3 separate regions of the Zea mays genome follow, and regions 2 and 3 are each linked to region 1. Evidence: chromatin contacts called from public Hi-C data. All regions are on one chromosome and are shown on one strand. The core of a region is the stretch at or near the end of the contact, and the rest is flanking DNA. Distances in the headings are between cores, read along the strand shown.

Region 1 (4,206 bases), core at 1,549-4,048:
ATTGGGCTAGGTGCTGTTTTGTTACAAGAAGGAAAACCAGTTGCTTATTTTAGTGAAAAATTAAGCGGTGCTAGTCTGAAATATTCTACTTATGATAAGGAGCTTTACGCTTTAGTGCGCAATTTGCATACATGGCAGCACTATCTTTGGCATCGTGAGTTCATAATTCATTCTGATCATGAGGCTTTAAAACATATTCGTACCTAAATAAATCTGAACCGTCGTCATGCTAAATGGGTCGAATTCATTGAGTCCTTTCCTTACATTATTAAACACAAGAACGGGAAGGACCATGTTATTGCTGATGCTTTGTCTCGTCGCTATACCATGCTGTCACAATTAGATTTTAAAATCTTTGGTTTGGACACTGTGAAGGATCAATATGTTGACGATGCTGATTTTAAAGATGCTTTCGGCCATTGTATTAATGGGATACCATGGGGCAAATTTCACATACAGGATGGGTTCCTGTTTCGCGCTAACAAGCTGTGTGTTCCAGCTAGCTCGGTTCGTCTTTTGTTGTTACAGGAGGCGCATGGAGGCGGTCTCATGGGGCATTTTGGCGTCTACAAAACGCATGAGGTGTTGGCTGCCCACTTCTTTTGGCCTCGGATGCGCGCTGATGTTGAGCGCCTTGTTGCACGCTGCACTACTTGTCAGAAAGCTAAGTCACGGTTGAACAACCATGGTTTTGTATATGCCTTTGCCTGTCCCTTCTTCTCCTTGGCTTGATATCTCTATGGACTTTGTTTTGGGCTTGCCTAGAACTAAGAAGGGGAGAGATAGTATTTTTGTGGTTGTTGATAGATTCTCTAAAATGGCTCACTTTATACCTTGTCATAAAACTGATGATGCTAGCATTGTTGCTGAATTGTTCTTTAGAGAAATTATACGTTTACATGATATTCCAAAAACAATAGTCTCTGATCGCGATGCTAAGTTTCTAAGCCATTTTTGGAGATATCTTTGGAATAAATTGGGAACTAAATTGTTGTTTAGCACTACTTGTCACCCTCAGACTGATGGACAAACTGAGGTAGTAAATAGAACTTTATCTACCATGCTTAGGGCTGTTTTAGACAAGAATTTGAGACGTTGGGAGGATTGCTTGCCTCATGTTGAATTTGCTTACAATCATGCCACACATTCTTCTACAAAGATGTGCCCTTTCCAGATTGTTTATGGTTACATCCCTAGGGCACCTATTGATTTGATTTCACTTAATGCTGCGAACGCCCCACATGTAGATGCTGCTGCACATGTTGAACAAATGATTACCATACATGAACAAACGAAACAGAACATTGCTGCTACTAATGCAAAAAAATCAGGTTGCTGGTAGTAAAGGAAGAAAACATGTTACTTTTGAGCCAGGTGATATGGTTTGGTTGCACTTGAGAAAGGATCAGTTTCCTACTTTGCGTCGTTCTAAATTAATGCCTCGTGCTGTTGGTCCTTTTAAGGTGCTAACAAAGATTAATGATAATGCTTATATCCTTGACCTGCCTGCGGAATTTGGTGTTTCCACTAGTTTTAATGTTGCAGATTTGAAACCATATATGGCCGAGGATGAGGAGTTGTCGTCGAGGACGACTTCACTTCAAGAAGGGGAGGATGATGAGGACATCACTATGAGTACGACTACACCAGCAGCACCTCCACATCAAGCGCCACTTCCTTCATTGGCTGGGCCAATCACTCGGGCCCGTGCCAAAGATCTTAACTTCGTCATGCTACTGAAGAATGAGGGTCCAGAAGAATAGACGACCAGCCCAACTGCGACCCATAGTGGACGACCTAGGGTTGGCCGCCCTAGGGGCTGCGCCCCCTCTATTTATCCAGGAGTTGCGCCTCCTTTATTTTCGAGTTTTGTTTTACGTTAGCTTTAGCTACTCTCGAACACGCGTAAATCTGCGCTGTCTTCGTGTATTCAGAACTCCACCCTCGAGTAATAGATTAGATTGCTCGCATCTTTTTCTTGTTCGTTCTTCGATTGCGCACAGGAAACAATCTTCGTGATCAGGCCGATCTCGCATCAGCAAGGTCGGTAACCACAGGGAGTTGGTTCAGCGATTGCATTGGCGCCTCGGGCTTGCTCGTCGTAGTCGGATCGCAAGGGTCATCTTCCGCCAAATCGGAATTATCTCTACTCGCCGAAAGATCGGGCACCTCAGCTACATCAGGAATGCAGCCTGGTGCTAGGGTTAGGGTTTTACCTGGTCGATTTGGGAGCGAGAGGAGCCCGACGCCATTGCGGAAATGCAACGAAGATGGGGACGTGGGCGGGGGCGGGGGAGATTTGCATCATGGGGGCGGGGCAGACGGCGCCGGATCCACCTTCGCTTCCTACAACTACAATGGTGGTGAGGTGGTGGCCGTCGTTGAAGAGGAGTAGGAGGAGGAAGGCGAGCAGGAGCGTGAAGACGATGTTGGTCCCCGCCTCGCCGTCGTGGCCGTCGATCTCTCAAGCTGCCACCGCTCCCTGCTCCCTTGACTCCTCCCTCACTCTCCTCATGGCTACGTAGCAAGTGCGTGCGATGGGCGGGCGCCGGGGGTGGGGATTGCATCGCGGGGCGAGCGCAGGGGCATCATTCGTGGGGACGGGCGCGGGGGCACGACGCGGGGGCAGGCGGGGACACGGTCGTGTGTTTCTCGGCGACGGGCGGGGGCTGGTTTTAGGGGAGGGGAGGCGTCGTTCGCGGCGGTCGGGCGGGTCGTGGCGTTTGCGGCGGGCGGGCGGGCGGGCGGGCAGGCAGGCGTAGGGAGGCGGGAGCGGTCTACACCATTCTCTTAATAGTTAGTATATAGAGATTTTTAACTAGCATCCAACATTCAATGTCATATGTGCTAAAATTTAGCATTGGAAATGAACGGGCCTGTACCAGCGACGAAGCGACAATCCTACCCGTTCCTTGGTTCGTCTGCATCCATCGCGGCCCTACGTTCCTTTGCAGCCTTTACCCACGGCCCAGCCTCTGTCGCCGTTTTCGAGCGAGGCACCGGCGGCCGCATAGAAACTCAGCTTCCGTCTCTAAACCCTCAACCCTAGCCCGTCATGTGGCGCCGTCTCCCCACCCGCCGCCTCGCCTCCGCCCTCCTCTCCTCCTCCCCACTCCAGCGCGCCACCGCCACGCACGCTCCTCCTCTCGAGCGCCACTTCCCCACTACGGCCTCCGGTCTCCTTCCGCCGTCACTCTTGCCCCCGTGGCAGCAGGAGCCGCGATGGTTCTCATCCTCCGCCGCCGCGGAGGCTGTGTCCTCGGAGGATGCCGAGGAGCTGCACCACGCGATAGAGGAGATCGTCCGGGCGCAGCCGAGTCCGAATCTGCCTCAACCTCAGGCGGTGGCAGAGGAGCATCAGGCACCCGGGCGGGACCACCGTAGCCGGCATAGGAGAAGTGGGCGCGGGCGGCATGCGGAAGTGTTGGCGGCGGAGCACGGGATGACATACCACAGGTACACCTCCCTTCGCCGGCGACAAATCCGCATCGAGACGGAGGCGTGGGAGCAGGCCGCCAACGAGTACCGTGAGCTTCTCGCGGACATGTGCGAGCAGAAGCTCGCCCCTAACCTACCCTACGTCAAGTCGCTCTTTCTTGGCTGGTTCGAGCCGTTGCGGGATCAGATCGCCACTGAGCAAGAACTTGTGGCAGACCCCGGGTCCCGGGCCTCGCACGGTCCATTTTTCAGTATGCTCCCTGCGGACATGATGGCTGTCATCACCATGCACAAGCTCATGGGGTTGCTCATGACGGGCAGTGGGGACGGCAGTGTTCGAGTCATCCAGGCCGCGTGCCAGATTGGCGAGGCAATTGAACACGAGGTGTGTGAATTGTTGCTTGGAGATGCTTCTTGACTCAGGGAATCAGTGCTTCTTGTTGTTACTTGTTAGTAATGTGAAGTCCATGAACAAATTAATATAATGAATTAGTAGACCGAATAACTTTAAATGGGGACCTAATAATAATATATCTGTTCTTCTCTCAGTTAACTATTTATTGTTTCAGGGAAGAATTCTATGGTTATGCATCATTGCGAAGAAAAAATAACCTGAATGATATTATTTTAATCAAAGAATGTTTATATCTGCCATAGATGAACTTTGTCAATCATAATTGACAGACAAACCTCTCTTATGAGATATAAAATCTAACTTCTTGGAGTAATTTAAGGGTAGGAACTATTACATTTATATTGGTAGGGCAA
Region 2 (4,655 bases), core at 433-2,932, 140 kb before region 1:
CCGCCCCTAGGACCGGTTGAACCGCATGGGGCAGGTTGAAAGTCGATCTGACACCGGTTGAACCTCCCCTGGGGCCAGGGGCGGTTCAACCGCTTGGTGGCAGGCTGACAGACAGTTTGCTAGTCAGACTAGCAGACTGCAGGTCAGACTAGGCAGTTGACCCAGACATCGGTTGAACCGCCCCTAGGGTCGGTTCAACTGGTATTAACTAGAGAGTTCAGGAGAGAAAACCAAGTTGAACTGGCCCGGAGGTAGGTTCAACTGGTTTTGACCAGCTGAAGAAAAGCTCAACTCAACTGGAGTCAAGTTTAATCTAGCTGAAGAAAAACTCAACTCAGCTAAAGTCAAGTTCAACCCAACTGAAGAAAATCTCAACTCAGCTGAAGTCAAGTTCAACCCAGCTAAAGAAAAGTTCAACTCAGCTTAAGTCAAGTTTAACCCAGGTAAAGAAAAACTCAACTCAGCTTAAGTCAAGTTCAACCTAGCTTTTCAACAGGAACACTCTCTGTTTCTCAATCCTAACTACAGACGCAAACACAGAGTGTCCAAAGAATTTTTGTTTTCAAAATAGATTTTGAATTTAGAGGCTTAAGCAATAGCAAACACCATTACATGTGCGGAAATTACTAAGAAAGAATTAGATTCTGCGACTCAAGATATATAGAAAATTTTACACGATCGTCACATGTAATCTTTTCAAAGCACCACTGATGTGTTTGCTTTGTCCTTGACACTTCCCTTTCTATTTCTCAACTAAAGTTGTTACTCCTTTTTTTTCTTTGTGCACTAGAAGCAAACTTATTAGTAATCTTATTTGTTTTTTCATTAAATCACCAAACCTCTCAATTTGAGATTGATTGCACTTACAAAATTGTTAATTGCTTTCTTAAAAGTAGAGCAATAAAAAGCTTGTTTCAAAAAAAACATTAATATTTGGATCTCGTCTTAGATGACTACGTAATCTAAACGTTGTATTCAATTTCCTATTTTTACATTTTCTTTTCTATTTTCTTTTCCTTTAGGGTATTTAAATGTACTAGAACTAATACTTAGGCTCTGTTTAAAATCTCTAAAACTAATAGTTAGCTACTAAAAATTACTTGTTGGGTTCTAAACACCATCAGTTAATACCGTATCTAATTGTTAGCTATATCGTAGCTAACAATTAGTTCATTAGCTGGATTAACCTGACTAATAATTTATTAGTTAGCTAACTATTAGCTCTAATGATTTCAAACAGGACCTTAGTTGGCTAAAAATTGCTAATAACTAAACTATTAGGTAGACTATTTAGATGTCTCAGCTAATTTTAGTAGTTAATTTTAATAAAATTTGGATATGTACCATTCACAACTTTAGATATGTATTATTACTATCTCATTATATGTGGGGTTCACATGAGTCAATAACATATGAAACCAATAATATATATCTAAAGTTACAATCTTTTATTCTAGTGCATTTAAAGAACCGTAATAACCGGCCGTGCTGACCGTGGATGTCGGTATAACCACCACTGTCAGTCCGTCACTGCTCCCGCTCGCAACGGAAAGCTCTCCGCTAGTCGCTAGATCCCAGAAAGAAGGCTCCCATCCCCCTCGTAACACCTGACAGCTGAACCCCACCTCCAGCGCTCGCTGCCTACCAGTCTACCACCACTCTCCTTCCACCCCATCCCACACATGGATTTCTCCGGCGGCGGCGGCGGCGGCCGCAGCCGCGCCGAGCCGGCCCGGTGGCTCGAGATCGCCCGGAAGCTACTCGCCGCGCGGGACCTGGTCGGCTGCAAGCGACTGGCGGAGCGCGCGGTTGAGGCTGACCCGTACCTCCCCGGTGCGGACGAGCTCCTCGCCGTCGCCGACGTCCTCCTCGCCTCCCAGCGCCTGCTCCCCTCCGGCCGCCCCGATCCGGTCGGCGTGCTCCAGCTCCAGCCCGCCCCGGGCCTTGACCCCGCCGCCGCCAAGCGCTCCTTCCACCGCCTCTCGCAGCTCGTGTCTTCCCCGCGTAATCCCCGTCCCGCCGCGGACACCGCTCTTCATTTCATCCAAGAAGCCTTTGCTGATCTCTCCAGCAACGCCTCCGCTGATCCACCTCCTGCTCCTGCTCCTGCTGCCGCTCCTGTTCCTGTTCCTGCCCCTGCCCCTGCTGCCCCTCCTGCTCCTGTTCCTGCTCCTGCTGCCGCTCCTTCTCTTATCCCAGCTCCTGCTCCTGTTTCTGGGGACGCCTTGGCCTCGGCTGATGGCAATGCGTTCTGGACGGTGTGCCCCTACTGCTGCCATGTGTATCAATACCAGCGTGCGCTGGTGGGGCGCGCGCTCAGGTGCCAGAGCGCGGGTTGCCGGCGAGCGTTCGAGGCCACAGAGATCCCGAACGCGCCGCCTATTGTGCCCGGCACAGACATGTACTACTGCGCGTGGGGCTTCTTCCCCATGGGTTTCCCTAAGGCAGCTGATTTGAGCACCAACTGGAGGCCATTTTGCCCCATGTTTCCTGGGAATTCTGAATCTCCGCTGCAGCCAGCACCTGCGGTCACTGTGAATGTTGATGTACAGAATCTTGAGAATAATGGCGGCACTGATGTACAAAATGTTGAGAATAATGGCATTGACGACAATTCAACGCCAGCAAGTGTGCAGCCCCCAGGTAAGAGTGGTGACATTGACCGTGCAGCAGGTCCATCTAGAGGAAGGATGAAGAAGACAACAGCCCGCAAGAAAGTTGGTGCTGTATCTAAGAAGCACAGTTCCAGTGGCGTGGACAGTGGCATTGAGCCATCTATGCTTGGGGCAGATTCGTTGAATGGGAATGCAGGAAGTGGGCAGACAGTGGGTACTAGAGAGATCAACATAAATGAGGTGGCAATGCCAACTGATAGCGCCACAATGCTTAATTTTGGCGGGGATGAGGATATCAGGTTTGATTTGGATGTTGATGCGACTGATGCTATATTGGGGAATTTGCACAACTTACCATTCTTGAGGGAGGATGGCAATAACAGAAGGATGTTTTAGTTGTCACAATGTGCTCAGTGTAGGTGTTCGTAGAAGTGGTGTGTATCCTATTGTTGAAGGAATTCCTACTTAGTCTGATCCTTCACTACTCCCTTGGTTCCATTGCCACCATTTCTCATACTTATTCTGTGTTTTGTAGTTAGCTAGTCTGCTGTACCATCTGGGTCAATAATCTTCACAAATCTGCAGAGTAAAGTACCCCAAATTAGTTGGGGACATGTAATATGTGCCACCCGTGATTAACATAAGGAGGTAAATGGGGTGAATGGAATAACGCACTCGACATGGATGATTGATGAAGCTTTTAGTTTTATAAGGGTTACAGTGCAACAGAGGTCATATGGAGCACTAGCAGATAAATGCCATTTACAATAGTAAGTTTGTTCTTCTTAATGTGCATAAATATATCCTTTATTTAGAATGGACGTCTCAGTGATTTCATGGACTCATGATGTATTGACTCAGTTTGCATTATTCAATACCAAACAAGTTGTGTGTAATTCTTTTAGTTTGCTGATGCATACCCTTACCCTTGGATATAAAATAGTGACTTACACTCAATAAAACACATGCATTGTCATTGTCATAATCATGTTATTTTCGTTATTATTTGTTCATCTAATTATATTCCAACTTGTTATCTGTTTACCAAGAAAATTACTCTCGTGATAGTCACGAATGCTTGATAGAATGTAGTATTATTCCTTTTCTAATCATGACCTTTTTACTTTTAATAAACATCTCCTGGTCATGGCTACAGCCAAAGCGCGGTAACAGCAAACCATGGCATGTTGTGGCTATGTGTTCTTATGTAGCCTCCGCCTAAACAGCGTTTAAATGGTTAACAAAGGCCACCCGTGTTGGTGTTGTTTAGAACCTAAACGTTCAAGTGAACGGTTGGACCATTTAAACCGTCTAAACTATCTAAACAGAATCGAGTTCAACGTGATTAAATTGGATACAGTCGATCACCTTATAGTCAATAGAAAGGCTACTTGGCACCCAGCTAATTTACATCATAAATATATGATGTGAGGTGAGATTTAGTTTTCTTCCACAAAAAAGTATTTTCTACTTTTTACAAGCATAGATGTTTATACTTCCTCTTTTCTTTTTTATTTGTCGCGTTTTAGTTGAAAAATGAACTAGCCAGCGACAAATATTGGAGAACAGGGGTAGTACTTTTTAGTGCAGCCGACTTTTACATACTTAGATATGTATATTTAGTGTTATTACACAAAACCATTTAGGATGTTAACTGATTAACTCCATTTTGAGCATCATCTAAACACTAAACATAGGGTGACCGGTTGTTTACTGTTTAACATTTAATATAACACCGATTGTAAGCCAGAAATTATGGTAGCTCCAAAACGACTCCGGCTCCTCCAAAGGAGTTTTATCAAACAAGGCCTTAGGTGTAACTTTTCATAGAAATTTTAACGATGGAGATTTTTTTTATGCATGATCCATACCTCCCAGTTGCATCTACTATCTAATGTCTTATCCTCGTTTGATTGTCTAATTTACACTTGTGTTTATGTCCTTTTGTTTCAGATGTCTCGATCAAAAACTCTACGCATTTCTTGCCATCAGTTGATTGCCTTCACTAGTCATCGAAGGAGCTGAATAAGAGAAGTGGTA
Region 3 (4,579 bases), core at 403-2,902, 180 kb before region 1:
GTTATTGTACGCGAGTATATGCGTCTCCATCCCTGCTGCGCCACCGTGTCGAGCAGGAGGAGGAAGTTTGTACGCCGTGCTCGGTAGTATCTCTTTCGAACACAGGATGGTGAGATTCGAACATGAGGCCCAGGCGTTACGTGCGTGCTAGCTAGGGTACCGGGAGGGGCGGGAGCTAGACCGAGAGCAACACCCATCGTTCGCATCTACAGCCACAGGCGTCTTTCCATGCTTGCACTCTTCCGCTTTGTCTTTGTTCCGTTGCTGCTGCCTGCTAGCTAGCTTCGTTCTCCGACTCGGATCCTCACATCTGGCGATCGAGACTGCAACGGCGTCCTTGCAGCGCTCACAGCTTGTTCGCTGCGGCTTGCTGCGGCTTTAATCCGGCTGCGACTGCGGCTTCTACAGTATTTTTCTCTCTATGGATTGCAGCTGCAGCAGTCCAAACAGCTGCAACAGTGTCGGCTTGCAGCCAACCGAACACGCCCTGAGGTACGTCGTTGGGCGGCGGGTACGGTGGTGGTAGCAAGAAATTAGCTCCCGCGCGCGTGCATTTTAAATTGATGGGAGATAATGCTGTGCTGGTCCCAAATCTCGCGTAGTTCCCGCGGTCGGATTTTGGCATCATGATGAGTGTGCTCCGGTCTCTCGGTCGACTCCTGGAGATCACGACCAAGACAAGCATGGATATAGTTACAGTACGAAAGTACTAGTTTTTTTTCTTGGCATCATGACGACACCCTTGTACCAATCTATCATCTCTAGGAAATTACCCTTGTTTAGAGAGGACGAGGATTCATCGTGCCCACGAAAAACCATCTCTTGTCCTATAAGAAACCTCAAGGCACTCTAGAGATGAAGTCAAATCGTGTCTGGTATAATTATTCGGCTTCTCTTTTTGCACTTGAGAGCTTACTTGATACACTTTGCGCAACGTCACGCCGAGATGGTGAGACGCGGACACGAGGGTCCACACGCAACGCAAAGGAACACTCGTCCAGTACGTACGTCCTCCGGCTCCGGGGTCCGGAAATACGGGTGGATGAAAATCCTGGGAGCAAGAACGATCGAGAGAAGACGACGACCACGACGACGAGAGCGATGGCAGGAAAAAGATAAAGGCGTCAGCAGCAGGGCCACGACAGGCAGAGGATCTAGCGCTGGCTGGCAGCGGCAGTCTGGATGCGGAGCGAAGACAAAGGGAGCTGGCAGGCATTGGCTCTGCTCACGTGTACTGCCATGCCTACCCGGACTGTAGGGCGCCGTCCGTGCTGCGCGGCGCGGCGCGGCGCAGTTGGTTCGTCCGTTCGTTCTGGGCACTGGGCTTCTGGCTCTGGCTCTCTGCCGGTGCTGGCCCGGCGACCGGCGCCCGTCAAAGGAACTGTCCGGCGGCAGCAAACAGGCCAACGAACGACGAGGCAAGCAAATCCTTGCGCCTCCAAGACGCACTCGGAACCGGAACGACCGGCGCCCCGGACCCACGTGTCGGCGAAGGACAGCGCCTCCGCCCAAACGGCCGAGGAATGTCCGTCCTCTCTCCTCGCTCAGAGAAGTCGATGCAAGCGTTCTGTTATTAATTCCTACAGAAGCTCTAACACGTGCTGTGGCTCTGTACTACGCACAGAAGCATATCAATGGATGACAGGATGAGCGGGTACGAAAGCACCGAAGCAGAGGGCACAGGGCAGAGAGAGAGACGTACGAGTACTCAGGACGGACCACCATCCACATGCTAGCTGTGCATCGCTGCTCTCACAGGCAGAGGCTGGGGTCATGGCGGCGGCGGCACGCAGCATCAATGCCAGCGAGTAGCAGTGGTTCATGGTAGCTTTCATTGCAGCTGCATCGTTTCAGTGATCCGTCCGTCCATCCACCAAAAAAAAAAAGACTTGATTGCCAACCGCTGAGTGCGAGAGCTCCGCCTTCGGCCTTCCGCTCCTGCCTGCCCCCCGAAGCAGACAGAGCCACAGAGGAGACCACTTGTGCCGCTCGATCGTCGCTGTCCTCCGTGCGCCGCCCGGGTACGTGAACTCCCGTACCAACGCTGCGCCTGCGCTGCACAAGTGGTGGTCCAAGACAAGATGAACTGAAACACGGGCGCCGCTACCATGACCTGCCGACTGCCGTCCGGCTACAAGACACGTCTGGTCCGCTCCTTCTCTCGATGCTGGGCCGGACGAATCAACACTGACGGCCCACTATCTCGGTGTCACGGGGGCCTGTTAAAACATCGCCTCGGCCACCCCGGCCGGCCGCGACTCGTCGTCAAAACTTCTGATCGGGGATGCGATGGTGGTGGCTTCATTCGTGGTCTCAAGCTTACCAGAGTGGCCTCTTTTTTTATCAAGAGCGACGCCTGTTCGGAGGCGAACATGCTGCCGTCCTCGACAATAGATTTTGGCCGTCTTTGAAGATCGATTCCGTGATAATGAACTAGTGATATCTACCTCGTTATCATTGTCATGAGCAGAGCAGTAGTGCCGCAACCCAGCAATTCGCCTCAAATTATCAAATCGGTGAGTACAATGTGCTGCCGCGCTTGTTTGAACTCGAAATATGCACATTTACAATTATTATTACAGCCAGCGGGGCAGCGATAGAAACAACAAAACCCATAGGATACACCAAGAAGAAGCATAGAACGTTAGAAGCCCCCGTCACACCTTGGCCCTTGCATATAACAACGGCATATGCACCTGTCCAGCTGAAGCACACGTCGAACTCGTCGTCAGAAAATGGAAGAAGGCAACAACGAATCAGCCGAGCTCCCCCCTGGCACAACCGCCAGTGTCCACAACAAGGCGCTGTCGGGGACCAGGGAGGAGGTGGAGCGCGGCCGCGAGGCGGCGGTGCAGGCGTGGCTGGCGTCCATGCCGCTCGGCGAGGAGCTGGAGCGGCTCCGCACCGAACTAGCCGCGGCCAAGACCCGCCTCGCCGCGACGGCGGCCGAGATACCGCTGCTCAAGTCGCGGATCGAGTCCACGAACGCCGCGGTCGCCACGAGGCAGGAGGCGGCGGCGAGGAAGAAGGCCGCCGCGGAGGACCTCCGCCTGCGCGTCGACGGGGCGCGCGCCGAGCTCCGGCGGCTGCGCGCGGAGGTCGCGGCGTCGAGGGGCGCCAAGGACGCGCTGGAGCGGCGGGTGCTCGTCCGGCGCCAGGCCGCGCGGGCGCTTCAGCTGGCGGAGCGCGCCATCGCGGCGGAGGCCCACGCGCTGGCGTGGTCCGCGGCCGCGGCCGCCGAGCTGGCCGCGCGCGCGCGCGGCGACGGGGAGGAGGACCCCCACCACGACGTCGTGGCGCTGCCGGCGCGGAAGCTCCAGGAGCTGCGCAGGCTCGTGGACGCCGAGGAGCGGAAGGCCGAGGCGCGCGTCGAGGAGGCCGAAGCAGCGCGGCACGCGGCGAAGGCGCGAAGAGCGGCGGCCTTGGCGAGGCTGAACGCAGCGCGCGCCAAGAGGCGAGTGGCTGCTGAAGCTGAAGCTGAGCTTCGTCGCCGCGCGGACGGGGACGACGCCCGCGGCACGCGGGCAAGCGCGCTGGCCCGGAGGAGCCGGAGCCGGAGCGGGAGGTCGTGCTTCGCGGTGAAGAAGCTGCGGAGGTTCCTGGGCAACCTAACCAAGGCTTGAGCGTTGAGGTGGCTGCGGGCGTTCAGAAGAGTTCTTCCTGAGCCGAATTGTGGTTGGAGGTGAGCGTTTCAATGGGCTTTTGACAAATAACTAGTAGCGTCGTGGTTCAAAAAACATTTACAAGAGATCTTTGTGTGCAATTATATTACGCAAGGTTTTTGCATAAAGGGAGGCGATCCATACAGAAAGATGTTCTGGTACAGACTACAGAATGCTTGCTTTGCCTTGGTTGGCCTATTATACAAAAAGCGAGCTAGATCGGCAGTTTGTTTAGTTGACGAAGCAATGCTTGATTTGCCCAGGGTGACATACGATACAGGAGGGCAAATGTTGAATTTGTGATCTAAATTTTAAAAAAGACGGTTAGTTTGATAAACGAAGTGGAGGCACGTCGTCGAAAAACTTGGTGTAGATAAGAAGATAGACATGAGGTGGTTCCTATCTCTTCTCGGTAGACCGAGTATAGTGTCGGTAATGAAAATGGATTTCTATCTTCTTATCTACACCATGAGTTTCTATCTTCTTTCCAAGGATATCCATAAGATAATGGATTCAATTAGAGCTATTTTTTCTATTAAGGTGTGAGAAAAAAGCAATTATCATATGGTTAAATGGGAAGTGATACCTAGACCTAAAGACCAAGGTGGTCTAGGTATTTTAGACACCAATTTCATGAATGAATGTTTATTGGCAAAATGGATCTGGAAAATTGTTCAAGGTTCAGAGCATATGTGGTATAAGCTCGTTAAAGCTGAATACATGCCTAAGGATAATTTTTTTCTATCCAAAATTAGAGGGGTCTCTCAATTTTGACAAGGTTTGCATAAGATTAAACATCTTTTCAAATGGGGAGCGGTGAATATGGTTAAGAGCGAGAAAGGAACTTTATTTTGGAAGGATACTTGGTGCGGAGGGGTTCCACTAGAAGTGAAGTATGCCAGGTTCTTTGACATTTG

Evidence for each region. A called contact is a pair of places that touch in the nucleus more often than the background predicts.
Region 2: a contact with region 1 is called in a Hi-C map of tassel, with 2.1 times the contacts expected there. The contact joins the promoter of LOC100193564 here to the promoter of LOC541775 in region 1. A contact is called at or near these places in 5 of 25 Hi-C or Micro-C datasets (ear, leaf, tassel and 1 more) and 1 of 3 datasets of contacts at active chromatin or transcription factors (leaf).
Region 3: a Hi-C map of tassel shows a contact between it and region 1, with 2.1 times the contacts expected there. The contact joins the promoter of LOC111589795 here to the promoter of LOC541775 in region 1. A contact is called at or near these places in 7 of 25 Hi-C or Micro-C datasets (ear, leaf, leaf mesophyll and 2 more).

Annotation. Positions count from the first base shown.
Region 1 is chr7:175,226,149-175,230,354 of Zm-B73-REFERENCE-NAM-5.0, forward strand. LOC541775 (RNA polymerase T phage-like 1) reads left to right here and starts at 2,799. Exons shown (of 19, transcript NM_001111461.2): 1 at 2,799-3,823. The coding sequence starts at 3,056.
Region 2 is chr7:175,088,798-175,093,452 of Zm-B73-REFERENCE-NAM-5.0, forward strand. It overlaps LOC100193564 (AT hook-containing MAR binding 1-like protein), which reads left to right and starts at 1,683. Exons shown (of 1, transcript NM_001138673.1): 1 at 1,683-3,011. The coding sequence starts at 1,683. The coding sequence ends at 3,011.
Region 3 is chr7:175,043,351-175,047,929 of Zm-B73-REFERENCE-NAM-5.0, forward strand. LOC111589795 (translation initiation factor IF-2) reads left to right here and starts at 1,653. Exons shown (of 2, transcript XM_023300715.2): 1 at 1,653-3,682. The coding sequence starts at 2,736. The coding sequence ends at 3,623.